Linked DNA regions of Canis lupus: region 1 is linked to region 2. Evidence: chromatin contacts called from public Hi-C data. All regions are on one chromosome and are shown on one strand. Each heading gives the region's core, a stretch centred on a gene start, on an enhancer-like site or on the middle of the called end of the contact. The rest is flanking DNA. Distances are from core to core; before and after follow the strand shown. Region 1 holds the start of C29H8orf37 (protein C8orf37 homolog). Region 2 holds the start of TP53INP1 (tumor protein p53-inducible nuclear protein 1).

The links. Hi-C and Micro-C count contacts between places; a contact is called where the count stands out from the background.
Region 1: a Hi-C map of blood shows a contact between it and region 2, with 4 times the contacts expected there. The contact joins the promoter of C29H8orf37 here to the promoter of TP53INP1 in region 2. A contact is called at or near these places in 3 of 9 Hi-C or Micro-C datasets (amygdala and blood).

The regions. Positions count from the first base shown.
Region 1 is chr29:40,526,858-40,529,557 of UU_Cfam_GSD_1.0, reverse strand. C29H8orf37 (protein C8orf37 homolog) reads left to right here and starts at 1,273. Exons shown (of 7, transcript XR_005381266.1): 1 at 1,273-1,427. It overlaps TRNAS-AGA (a tRNA gene), which reads left to right and starts at 662; the gene lies at 662-743.
Region 2 is chr29:40,245,520-40,248,342 of UU_Cfam_GSD_1.0, reverse strand. TP53INP1 (tumor protein p53-inducible nuclear protein 1) reads left to right here and starts at 1,554. Exons shown (of 5, transcript XM_038579803.1): 1 at 1,554-1,852; 2 at 2,694-2,823.

The DNA of each region.
Region 1 (2,700 bases), core at 24-2,523, 280 kb before region 2:
CCAGGGGAGCATCTCAGGGGGGCATCCCAGGGGGGCACCCCAGGGGGCCATCGCAGGGGGGCATCATCTCAGGGGGCACCTCAGGGGGCACCCCAGGGGCATCCCAGGGGGGCATCTCAGGGGGGGCATCCCAGGAGGCACCCCAGGGGGCCATCCCAGGCGGGCGTCTCAGGGGCCACCCCAGGGGGCTTCCCAGGGGGGCAGCGCGCGCATCCCGCCGCACGCCGCCGGGACTGGGGCCTCGGGAGCTGTGACCCGGGTCGCGGGAGCGTCCGAGCGCCGCGTCCACGGAACGGGGGGTCCCGCGCGCCGCGGCAGGTGCACGGCGGGGCGGGGGGCGGGGCTGGCGGCTCGGGGACCTCAGCGACCTCGGGGACCTGGGGGACCCGGGGGACCGCGAGCGCGCTGTGCCCCCGCCCCGGCCCCGCCGAGCAACCCCGACTGCACCAACTCCGAGTCTTCCGGATGGCGGCGGAGAAGGGCTCGGGCGCTCTCCGGGGCGCTCTCCGGGGCGCTCTCCGGGGCGCTCTCCGGGGCGGCGGGCGGCGGGCGGCGGGGCCGGGGCTCGGAGCGCGCTCGGGGCTCGGGAGCCTCCCGCCGCCCCGCCCGGACACGTGCCCGCGCCGCTACATAGGCCTCGCCGCCGCAGCCCGCAGCAGCAGTAGTCGTGGCCGAGTGGTTAAGGCGATGGACTAGAAATCCATTGGGGTCTCCCCGCGCAGGTTCGAATCCTGCCGACTACGGGGCGGCGGCGCTCCCCGCGCCTCCCTTCGTTTTCTTGCAGCCGACACTGGCCTCCGCTTGGAGGACTTCGCCGCCGCCCCTCCCGCGCCTTCTTTAAGGGACTCGTGCGCGGCGGGGACGCAGCCCGGGAACCCCCGCGGGGCCGCAGGAGCAGCGCGCCAGGGAGGCCCGGAGCCCGGGACTGCGGTTACGACCTGGGTCCGGGAGGGGGAGACCGGGCGCAGCTCGGCGGCCTGCAGCGCGGGGAAGCACAGCGCCGCGGGCTCCCGCAGCAGCGGACAGCTCGGGCCCCGCGCCCCGGGGACGCCCCGCGCGCCCCCCGCGCCCCCCGCGCCCCGCGCCCCCCGCCGCGCGAGCTCCCCGACACCTCGCACGCCCGGGCCGCCCTGGCACCGAGAGCGCATGCGCGGGCGCGGAGCGGGGGGGGGGGGCGGGGGGGGGCCGGGCGCGCTCGGCGTAGCCTCGCGTTGCCCCTGGAAACCGCCCGGCGTCGCCGCGACGCGAAGGGGGAAGACGTCACGGTCCAAGATGGCGGAGGGCCTGGACGAGCTCCTGGACGAGGTCGAGTCCAAGTTTTGCCGACCAGGCCCCCTGAGGCGGGGCGCGGCCGGGCGGCCCCGAGGCTGCGGCGGCGGCGTCCTCGGCACCGAGCGGGACCGGGCCGCGGCGGAGGAGACCCTCAGGTTAACAGGCGGGAGGGGGCGGCCGGCCTCGTAGCGCCCGCTCCACGCCCCGGCCCACTGCCCGCCCGCCCGCGCTCGGGCCCGGTCCCAGCCCCGGTCCCAGCCCCCGGTCCCAGCCCCGGTCCCAGCCCCCGGTCCTAGTCCTGATCCCAGCCCCGGTCCCAGCCCCGGTCCCAGCCCCGGTCCCAGCCCCGGTCCCAACCCCGGGACCGGGCCCGGTCCTCAGCCCCGGTCCCAGCCCCGGTCCCAGCCCCCGGTCCCTAGTCCTGATCCCAGCCCCGATCCCAGCCCCGGTCCCAGCCCCGATCCCAGCCCCAGATCCTCAGCCCCGATCCCAGCCCCGATCCCCAGCCCCGATCCCAACCCCGGTCCCAGCCTCGATCCCCAGCCTCGATCCCCAGCCCCGGTCCCAGCCCCGATCCCCAGCCCCGATCCCAGCCCCGGTCCCAGCCTCGATCCCCAGCCTCGATCCCCAGCCCCGGTCCCAGCCCCGGTCCCAGCCCCGATCCCAGCCCCGGATCCCAGCCCCGATCCCAGCCCCAGATCCCAGCCCCGGTCCCAGCCTCGATCCCCAGCCTCGATCCCCAGCCCCGGTCCAGCCCCGATCCCAGCCCCGATCCAGGCCCCGATCCCAGCCCCGGATCCCAGCCCCGGTCCCAGCCTCGATCCCCGGTCCCGGGCCCGGTCCCCAGCCCCGGTCCCAGCCTCGATCTCCAGCCCCGATCCCCACCCCCGATCCCCAGCCCCGATCCCCAGCCCCGATCCCAGCCCCGGTCCCAGCCCCAATCCCAGCCCCAGATCCTCAGCCCCGATCCCAGCCCCGATCCCCAGCCCCGATCCCAGCCCCGGTCCCAGCCTCGATCCCCAGCCTCGATCCCCAGCCCCGGTCCCAGCCCCGATCCCAGCCCCGATCCCAGCCCGATCCAGGCCCCAATCCCAGCCCCGGATCCCAGCCCCGGATCCCAGCCCCGATCCCAGCCCCGATCCCAGCCCGATCCAGGCCCCAATCCCAGCCCCGATCCCCAGCCCCGATCCCAGCCCCGGTCCCAGCCTCGATCCCCAGCCTCGATCCCCAGCCCCGGTCCCAGCCCCGATCCCAGCCCCAATCCCAGCCCCAATCCCAGCCCCGGATCCCAGCCCCGATCCCAGCCCCGGATCCCAGCCTCGATCCCCAGCCTCGATCCCCAGCCCCGGTCCAGCCCCGATCCCAGCCCCGATCCAGGCCCCGATCCCAGCCCCGGATCCCAGCCCCGGTCCCAGCCTCGATCCCCAG
Region 2 (2,823 bases), core at 305-2,804:
GCGGGAACACACACACAGCAGGAACACACACAGTGGGAACACACAGCGGGAACACACACACAGCGGGAACACACACACAGCGGGAACACACACACAGCGGGAACACACAGACACACACAGCGGGAACACACACACACAGCGGGAACACACACACAGCGGGAACACACACACAGCGGGAACACACAGACACACACAGCGGGAACACACACACAGCAGGAACACACACACAGCGGGAACACACAGCGGGAACACACACACAGCAGGAACACACACACACAGCGGGAACACACAGACACACACAGCGGGAACACACACACACAGTGGGAACACACACACAGCAGGAACACACAGACACACACACACAGCGGGAACACACACACTGGTGGGAACACACACACACACACACACACACACACACCCCGGCCAGGGACCCCTGCCCCGGGTCGGTTAGCACAGGGGTTAGCACAGGGGCCCAGGGGGATGGGCCTGGCTCGAGGGGAGGTTCCGCGGGCCGCCCCCGCCCCCACCTGGAGCCACACTTGGTTTCCCAGGACGCCAAGGACGGGACCGGCGTCTGCGGGGCCACGGGGAAGGCTTCGCCCCTACACGGGCGTGCACGGCCCCCCGGGGTCTCGGGCCTCCATCCCTCGCAACGGCCTGGATGCTCCTCCGCAGAAGAAACGGCTTCCGTCCCTCTGGGCCCACCCCACCCCCACCCCCACCCCGCCCTGCCTGGGGCACAGGGTCGCGGGGGTCGCGCGGGTCGCGGAGGTCGGGGCTGTAGCTCGCGCCTCTGCGGGTTCCCGTGGGTGCTCCCGCCGGGCCGCCCCCTCCCCTCCCCTCCCCTCCCCCCCGCTCCCCCCCTCCCCTCCCTTCCGCTCGCCCCTCGGCGCCCGGCTTTGTTGCCCGGGCTTGTTTCTAACTCGAGCGCGTCGCCGGGCCGGGCGCCAGGTCACGTGCGTTGGTGACAACCTGTGGCAGGACGGCCCCGGGGCCCCCGCGCCGCCGATTGGTGGGGCCCGGCTGGCGCGCCCCGCGGGGAGGGGCGGGGAGGGGAGGGGCGGGGAGGGGCGGGGCGGGGCGCGCGGCGATCAGCTGTTCCGAGCGCAGCACAACAACAAAAGGAGCGAGCGGGCGGCCGGCGGCCCGGGGTGCAGCACCCGCACAGCCGCCCGGCCCCGGCCCGACCCCGACCCGACCCGACCCGACCCGCCCCGCCCCGCCGGCCGGGCCCACGTAAGTGCGGGGGGCGGGGGCGGGGGCCGCGCGGCCGCGTCCTCCCCGAACCCCGCCGCTTTCCGTGCCCGCGGCGGGACCTGCGCCCCCCCCCCGCCCCCCGCCCCCTGCCCTCGGCCGTTGGCCTGGCTCCGGCCTCGGCCCCGCGCCCCGCGCCCCGCACCCCACTCCCCGGCCTCCGGGGCCGACGCGCCCGCCCCCCTCCGCGGGACCTCAGGGCGAGGGGTGTCCGCCCGCGCGCAGGCCCCGAGCCCCCCGGCCCCCGGGCTGCCGCACCTGTGCGGGGACCGGCCTCGCCCGCGGGTCGCACCCCCGGCCCTGTGACCCCTGCCGCCGACCACCGCCGAGAGCTCAGCAGCTGGTACCGTCCTGCGGTTAGAGACCCGAGGCCCGGGACAGCCAGTCCTAGCCCGCGGTTAGGGACCCGAGGCCCGGGGGCTGTAAGTCCTTCGCTGGAGGCCACACAGCCCATTGAGAGGAAAGGGGTGCAGATGGCTTTTACGTGGGCATGCCTCGTTCCCTAGTGACCTTCCCAACTGCCTCTCCCCATCCTCTCCTGTGTTAATTCCAGTTTAGGGTAGGCGAAGGAAGAGCCTGTTCCATCTGCAACTCCCAGGTATGGGGCATTGGTTGCTAAATGGGCCTTTTCTAAATGCAGAGTGCTTTTGGAAAAGGGGAGGAGAAAGCGACCCATGGGGTCCTTGAGCAGGAATAATGAGGTTCCCCCAAGATCCTGAAATCATCTGATTGGTCATTGAAATGCCTTGTTCATTGCAAATGTGAGAATCCCTGGGAAGCATTTGATTTTAAGTCACAGCCACTATCATTCTCAACTGGCAGCATGATTTTTAAGGGCCCTAAGCCGGAACCGGGACCTCCGTAGTTTATGTGACCAAGATCTCTTCTGCTTTTTTCATCCTCTCTTTTGTTCTTCTCTGTGGAAGCTTGCTCACTCAATTGTTCCCTCATATTTCTCTTGGGAATGGTCCTGCTTTAAAAATGTAAGGTTAAGAGGCTAGGAATTCCCACTCACGGCTGTCTTTTGTCCATTGTCATTCGTCCTTCGGGGCAGACAGTGCTGGGTCTCTGGGAGAAAAACCCCGTGAGACCAGTTGAACAGTCTGAGTAGAAGCGGAACAAGCAAAGACAACTTTCTTGGCTTGGTTTTTCTGCAGTTTACAATCAGTTTGAAATTACCGGAACCAGCATATTTATTTTTCTAAAATAGGGTAGACTATAAAGAGAAAAAACATTTTGAGGCTGCTTTTCAGTGAAGATGTGTTAGTTCAGCCACCTGATATTTCGAAACTATCAAGAAGCCACAACTGTACACACAGTTCGAAGTTAGATCATCAAAGTTGTAGGCTTGGCTTTTTTTTTTTTTTTGATTTAAAAATGTTGTTTTTGGAGCCGCCTACTGGCAGCCAAGACTAACTGAAAAGCACTGTTCTTTGAAGTTCATAGACCCAGAGCTGAGGCTGAAAAGGAGCCTGAGCAATCGTGTGCAGGGAAAGCAAGACACTTGGAACCGCCCAGATTTATGCTGGGATGCTGGCTACGCACCTGACCGGCTCTGTCACTTTCGAG